2 separate regions of the Mus musculus genome follow, and region 1 is linked to region 2. The links are chromatin contacts, called in public HiChIP or PLAC-seq maps. All regions are on one chromosome and are shown on one strand. Each heading gives the region's core, a stretch centred on a gene start, on an enhancer-like site or on the middle of the called end of the contact. The rest is flanking DNA. Distances are from core to core; before and after follow the strand shown.

The links. HiChIP or PLAC-seq counts read pairs in DNA pulled down with a chosen protein or histone mark.
Region 1: an H3K4me3 HiChIP or PLAC-seq map of stem cell-derived neural progenitor cells shows a contact between it and region 2, with 8 times the contacts expected there. The contact joins the promoter of Slc31a2 here to the promoter of Snx30 in region 2. A contact is called at or near these places in 1 of 484 Hi-C or Micro-C datasets (B cells) and 5 of 115 datasets of contacts at active chromatin or transcription factors (astrocytes, bone marrow-derived dendritic cells, embryonic forebrain and 2 more).

What each region holds. Positions count from the first base shown.
Region 1 is chr4:62,285,094-62,287,793 of GRCm38.p6, forward strand. It overlaps Slc31a2 (solute carrier family 31, member 2), which reads left to right and starts at 1,336. Exons shown (of 4, transcript NM_025286.3): 1 at 1,336-1,481. The coding sequence starts at 1,476.
Region 2 is chr4:59,804,351-59,807,050 of GRCm38.p6, forward strand. It overlaps Snx30 (sorting nexin family member 30), which reads left to right and starts at 1,300. Exons shown (of 9, transcript NM_172468.2): 1 at 1,300-1,875. The coding sequence starts at 1,720.

The DNA.
Region 1 (2,700 bases), core at 86-2,585, 2.5 Mb after region 2:
GGCCTAGCCCATTAGCCACTGAGGTTAGATAGATTTTTACCCTCCTGTGAGTCCTGCAGATATGTTTTCTCTGAGGCTGTACAACTCCCCTTAGCTTTGGCCAAACTCTGTGTGACCCTGAGCTTAACCTTTTGCAGGTGGCTCTCTCACAGGGTGGAAATATTTGCTGTTAATCATGACAATGGCTTCCATTTATCACACAAGGCTCCACTGCCAGGTTTAATGCTGAGAATTCAACCTGTGTTTTCATCTAAGTCTTTCAACACCTATGTGACATAGACTCTAGTATATATTTATTTTTAAATCTGATCAGGAAGCTGAGCCTTAGATGTATAAAGCTGTTTATCTGAGGCCTCATGGCTAATACTCCAGAACTCAGGATTTGAGCTGAGATGTCCGACTCCAGTCTCAGTGTCTCAGCTAACCCTTGGTCAGAGTTCTTTGAGGGGAACATATGGGCAGATTGGTTGGCAAAGGATTGCCAAGTGTGTTTAAGAACGTATATGAAAGATTCTTGATGTTAGGGAAAGAATTAATGTTAAAAGTTTGATATATATTCCTGATAAAATTAAATCAGTGAGATGAAAAGACAATACACACACACACACACCAAAAAAAAAAAAAAAAAAAAAAAAAAAAAAAAAAAAAGCAATGGAAATACTAACGAGAGAAAAAGTTTATCAACCTAGTAAGAAAACAAATACAGCCTAGTGCGTGTGAGGGAGAATGAGAAAAAAGCAGTCCGTAAGCCGAAAGCAGCCCTGGGGTGTAATGGAATCTGAGCCCCGACCTTGGACTTCGGGACTGTGAGAAACAAATGTCCATGGTTTATAAGCCCGCAGTCTATTATAGTTTGTTAATGTAGCCCAAATAAACTAAGATTTTTTAAATTACCTACAAGGAAGATGAAAACCTTGTGCAATATAGAAACGTAATCATTGTGAGAATGTACACAGAAAGAAAATTACAACTGTGCACTGCTGTGTGCTCATCAGATTGTAGAAGATAAAGTGGCGACAGGGAGCGTCTAGGGCGTAGTTGATTTAATGCACTCCTAATTTGTTGTTTTTGTGTTCCTGGGATGAACCTTTTAATTTTGCACTCAACATGTGTTAAGCTTAACGAGATATCTGATCAAAAAGTAATAAACATTTTCATGCTAATTGCCAAGGCAAGGTCAATTACAGGTTGCCTGGGCCGCTGGGGATTTCGGAGATGTCGCACAACTCAGGGGTTGTGCGCGTGGGTCCCCCGCGGTTGGCGTGGCCTGGGCCGTGAGGTGGCGCGCGAGTGAGGACCACAACTCCCAGGCGCCCGCGCGCCACCTCACCGGGCCACGTGACTCGCGTGGCCAGGGCGCGGTAGCAGCCGCAATCCTAGTCGAGTCCCAAGTAGAGTCCTGAGTAGAGTCCCGGGCTGAGTCCCGAGCAGCGAGCGGACAGACGCGACCCGGGCGGCCGTCTAGTGTGCTCACCATGCCGGTGAGTCTGCGCTGTGCAGCGGAGGGGACGAAGGTGGACGGGCTGGGCGGTACCCTGGAGATCCTCGCAGCTCTCGACCCCGGGGTGGGGTGGGGGGGAATGTGTCATCGCCGCTGTCACAGCAGGAGTAGGGCTGGGGAGCGCGGCAGGAAAAGCTAGCTGTGGCTCTGGAAGTTTGTCCCTCTCTGTTAGGTAGGAGTCAGTCACTACAGCCAGGCCAGCCCCAGCTGGGACGCTGCAGGTGGGTTGGAGAGCAAGGACAGCTGTCCGCGGTCCCTTCCCGGGCTCTAACCAGATTTAGGGCATTCCGGAAAGGTTTCCTCCAAGGGTGGTCCCGCAGGGTTCAGCCCCTGAGTACACTCCCCCCGCCCACCCCCACCCCCACCCCCACCCCCGGCTCGGCCTGTCCTGGGCAGGTTCCTGGAACTGTTTCTTTAACATGGACCCAGTTACTCCCCCACCTCCCAATCTTTCCTATGAATCCGAAAGTAGGGCTTTCAACAGACGTGTTTTCCTGGTGAGGTTCCTCTTAGACAGAGAATGACAGCTTGCAAGACTCTGCTCTCTGAGGAAATCCTCTGTTTCTTCATGTCACAAAGGTGTCTGAATGTACGACAGGAAGTCTAGCCAGGCTGTTTGGTGGAGAGGCGTCCCACCTCCTGCAGATCCATTAGTACAGGAAATGGATGGGAAACCCTTAACAAAGGTCTCCAGGCAGTCAGCAGCACCACACAGGCCTCCATCCTTTTCTGGTGTCTGGTTAAAAACGAAGGCACTTTTCTTTAAATTTAACCACAAATAAAAGGAAAACAAAAAACAAAAAAAAAATCAAGTCTTGAGAATGGTTCTTTTCTTGGCTACGGTCCCTCCTCTGTGAGGTGCCGCCCTGCATAAAGCCTCGATAAACTGCCATAGAGGCAGATTTATCTCCAGTGGGAACTCGATAGGGTTCTGCCCTTGCATACCTCACCGCAGAACCTGCCAACTGAAAGCTGCGGTCCCTTTTCCTAAGTCTGGGTGTGCTGATTTCAAATCCTTTTCTTTAGCCAAAATACAGAAGTGAGGAAGGGCAGGGGGAACAGGAGTTTTGAACTCGGTAGGAAGTGGAATGAATCATTCCTTATGAGTGAGGACACCCTGCAGTCTGTCCTGACAGCTGCCTCCTGTTCCTGCTTCCCAACTCTCCCAGGCAGCTGCCTCTCCTCCCACAGGTGGCATT
Region 2 (2,700 bases), core at 50-2,549:
TCTAGGTTCTGTATAAAAGCAGTGTTGTTTTAAAAATTTTATTTATATGAGTACACTGTACACTGTCGCTGTCTTCAGACACATCAGAAGAGGGCATCAGATCCCATCACAGATGGTTGTGAGCCACCATGTGGTTGCTGGGAATTGAACTCAGAACCTCTATAAGAGTAGTCAATACTCTTAACCACTGAGCCATCTCTTCAGCCCTACTTCTGTGAAATCTTAAGAGCACCATTATGTTGAGGTGGCCTAATTGTTTAAATAAATAACAATATTCAAGAAGAAGATCTGCCAGATATCTATAGATCAGTCGTTTCTAGTTATATTTGTATTGTTTACTTTAATGAAGATAATAGGGTATGCAATAGTTTTAGGCAGCTCCTAGATATAAATGAAGTGACAATTTTGCCCAACTCAGGAGATCAGACCCTAGCACTCCCATGAGGCAGATACAGCATTTAAAATTGCTGTTTAGTGCCCTTTCAATATTATTTTCCCAACCAAGGCAGACTGCTCTGGAGGAGATAAAAGACAATGGATACTGTACTAAGGGCTCAACTCTTTGGACTACGTCAGAAGGGGGCCACTGAAGTTAAATGAGACTCTGGTAGTTATTTTGGGTTGGTTTCAATTCTGCATTCTACATGTTTTGTTTTTAGAGAAAGTGTGACAGATAGAGAGAGACCTTTGTGAATCCCAATGTTAAAACCTGTCACCATTTTTTAACAGGAAAACTGGACAAACCTAAGAAGTTCAAGGACTGGAAAAAATGTCTTTCTTCACAGTGAGCCCCACACAGTATTTACGTGTTTGCTAGATGGGCAGATGACCCTCTAACTTGACCTTCGAGACTGAAGCGCCAGTGACAGGTAAGTGGAAAAGGGGACAATGATATACTTTAAAGAGCTGGAAGTAAAGCCCAGTCTATCTCCACCATGGCAGCGAATAAAAGCTCTGGAGAATTCAGTTCGGCCCGAGGCCAGTATAGGAACCATCAATGCGTGAAAAACAACTAGGACCTCACGGTTCTTGCAGACCTGGTTGGCTAAGTGTGCACGTCAGGACCGTAAATCATTTGTAGCACACGCTATTTACGGATGCTCATGCTTCTGAGGTTTCGCCTTACATAAACCCCGCTTAGCTGCAGAAGCCAGTCGGTATGGGGACTTCAGTGTGGAGTTGAAGACATACCACACTGCCTCTTTAAATGTCCTTCTAGTTTTTCTACTGGATGTTCTCTAGTTCCTCTGAGCCACGTAACCCTTTACGATACTAAGACACGCTCCACATTTTTATTTCTTTCTGCGTGTGCAGTGTGGCTGGAAGATCCTAACTCACACTGATGCTTTCTGAGCCCCCAGCGAAGCTGCCAGTGGGCGCACTTCCTGCCGGGAGGTGGGCGGGGCGGGCCGCCTCCTCCTTCAAGCTCCGCCCCACCCTGCGTCCCGCCCTCCCTCCCGGCGGGCAGAGGCTCCGCGGGGGCGGGGCTGAGAGCCGTGGGCGGCGTGGCGCTGCTAGCAGGGCGCAGGGTCGGAGGTGCTGGGGTTTGGCGCGGCTTAGCCCACGGAGCTGTGGTGTAACGCTCGGGAAAGCTCAGCCTCGCGGGCAGGAGAAGCATCGGGCGGAGGCTGCCACCACCAGCTAGTGCAGGGCCTCGGGCCGAGTGGGGCGGAGAGCTGCGGGAGTAAGCGGCGGCCCGGGTCCCGAGCGCTGCGCGCCATGGCGGGCGGGCCCCCCAAGGCCCTGCCGTCCACGGGGCCCCAGTCCTTGCGCGACATGCCGCACCCGCTAGCCGGCTCCAGCAGCGAGGAGGCCGTGGGAGGCGACAGCACGCCCAGCCCGGACCTACTGATGGCCCGCAGCTTCGGTGACAAGGTGGGGCGCTTGGGGCTGGGGACTCCTGGGGCGGAGCGGGAGGAGGATGGATCCAGGACCACCCCTGACACTGGGCCGCGCTCATCCTGGCGCCCCTTTCCCGGAGGTTAGGCGTGCTTTGGCCCCAACAGCCCTTGGCCAAAGCCTGTCCTCTCACTGCCCCCGCGGGGTCGCAGCTGCAGGCTAAGCGGCCAGAGGGCATGTGTTTTCCCTGGCTGAGAGTGGCCCCGAGCGCGGGTGACAGCTGGTGGGGAGGGGTTCGGGTTGCAGCAAGCATGTGGGGACCCGGGGCGTGTGCTGCGGTACTTCGCCTCTGTGTCCCGAGAATGAGGTCCCTCACCCCTCTAGGTGCATTCCTTGAAGAGGAGCTGCAGAATAGGAATAACTTGTTGGCGCCTCCAGTTTCCCCGGACTGCAAAAAAAAAAAGCAAGAGTTAATGGCTAATGGTTTTCCGGGGTGGGTCTGAGCAGCCTTGCTCATCTTCTCCCCAGTCGGTCATGTGGGGAGTGATCTTTGTTTAGGTTTGCTGTTTGCCCCAGGAGTCACCTGACTCCGACCTCAGCGGCGGCTAGAGGAGAGTCTCTGGTTTTCTGTCTAGGGCTTCATTCACCTCTTATAGCGAACCACATTGATTAGGTTTGGCAGTGGCTGGTTTTGTGGTTGACGGAAAGCAAGCTCGCCCTTTGACCTTCTTTGTGCAGAGGGAGGCTCTTGGTCGTTTTGCTATACTCTCCTGCTGCTTTGAGAGACAGCAAAGTCCCGTGGGGAGGAGGAAGAGACTGCATCTCCCCCCTCCCCGCCCCCATCTCCATTTCAGCTGTGAC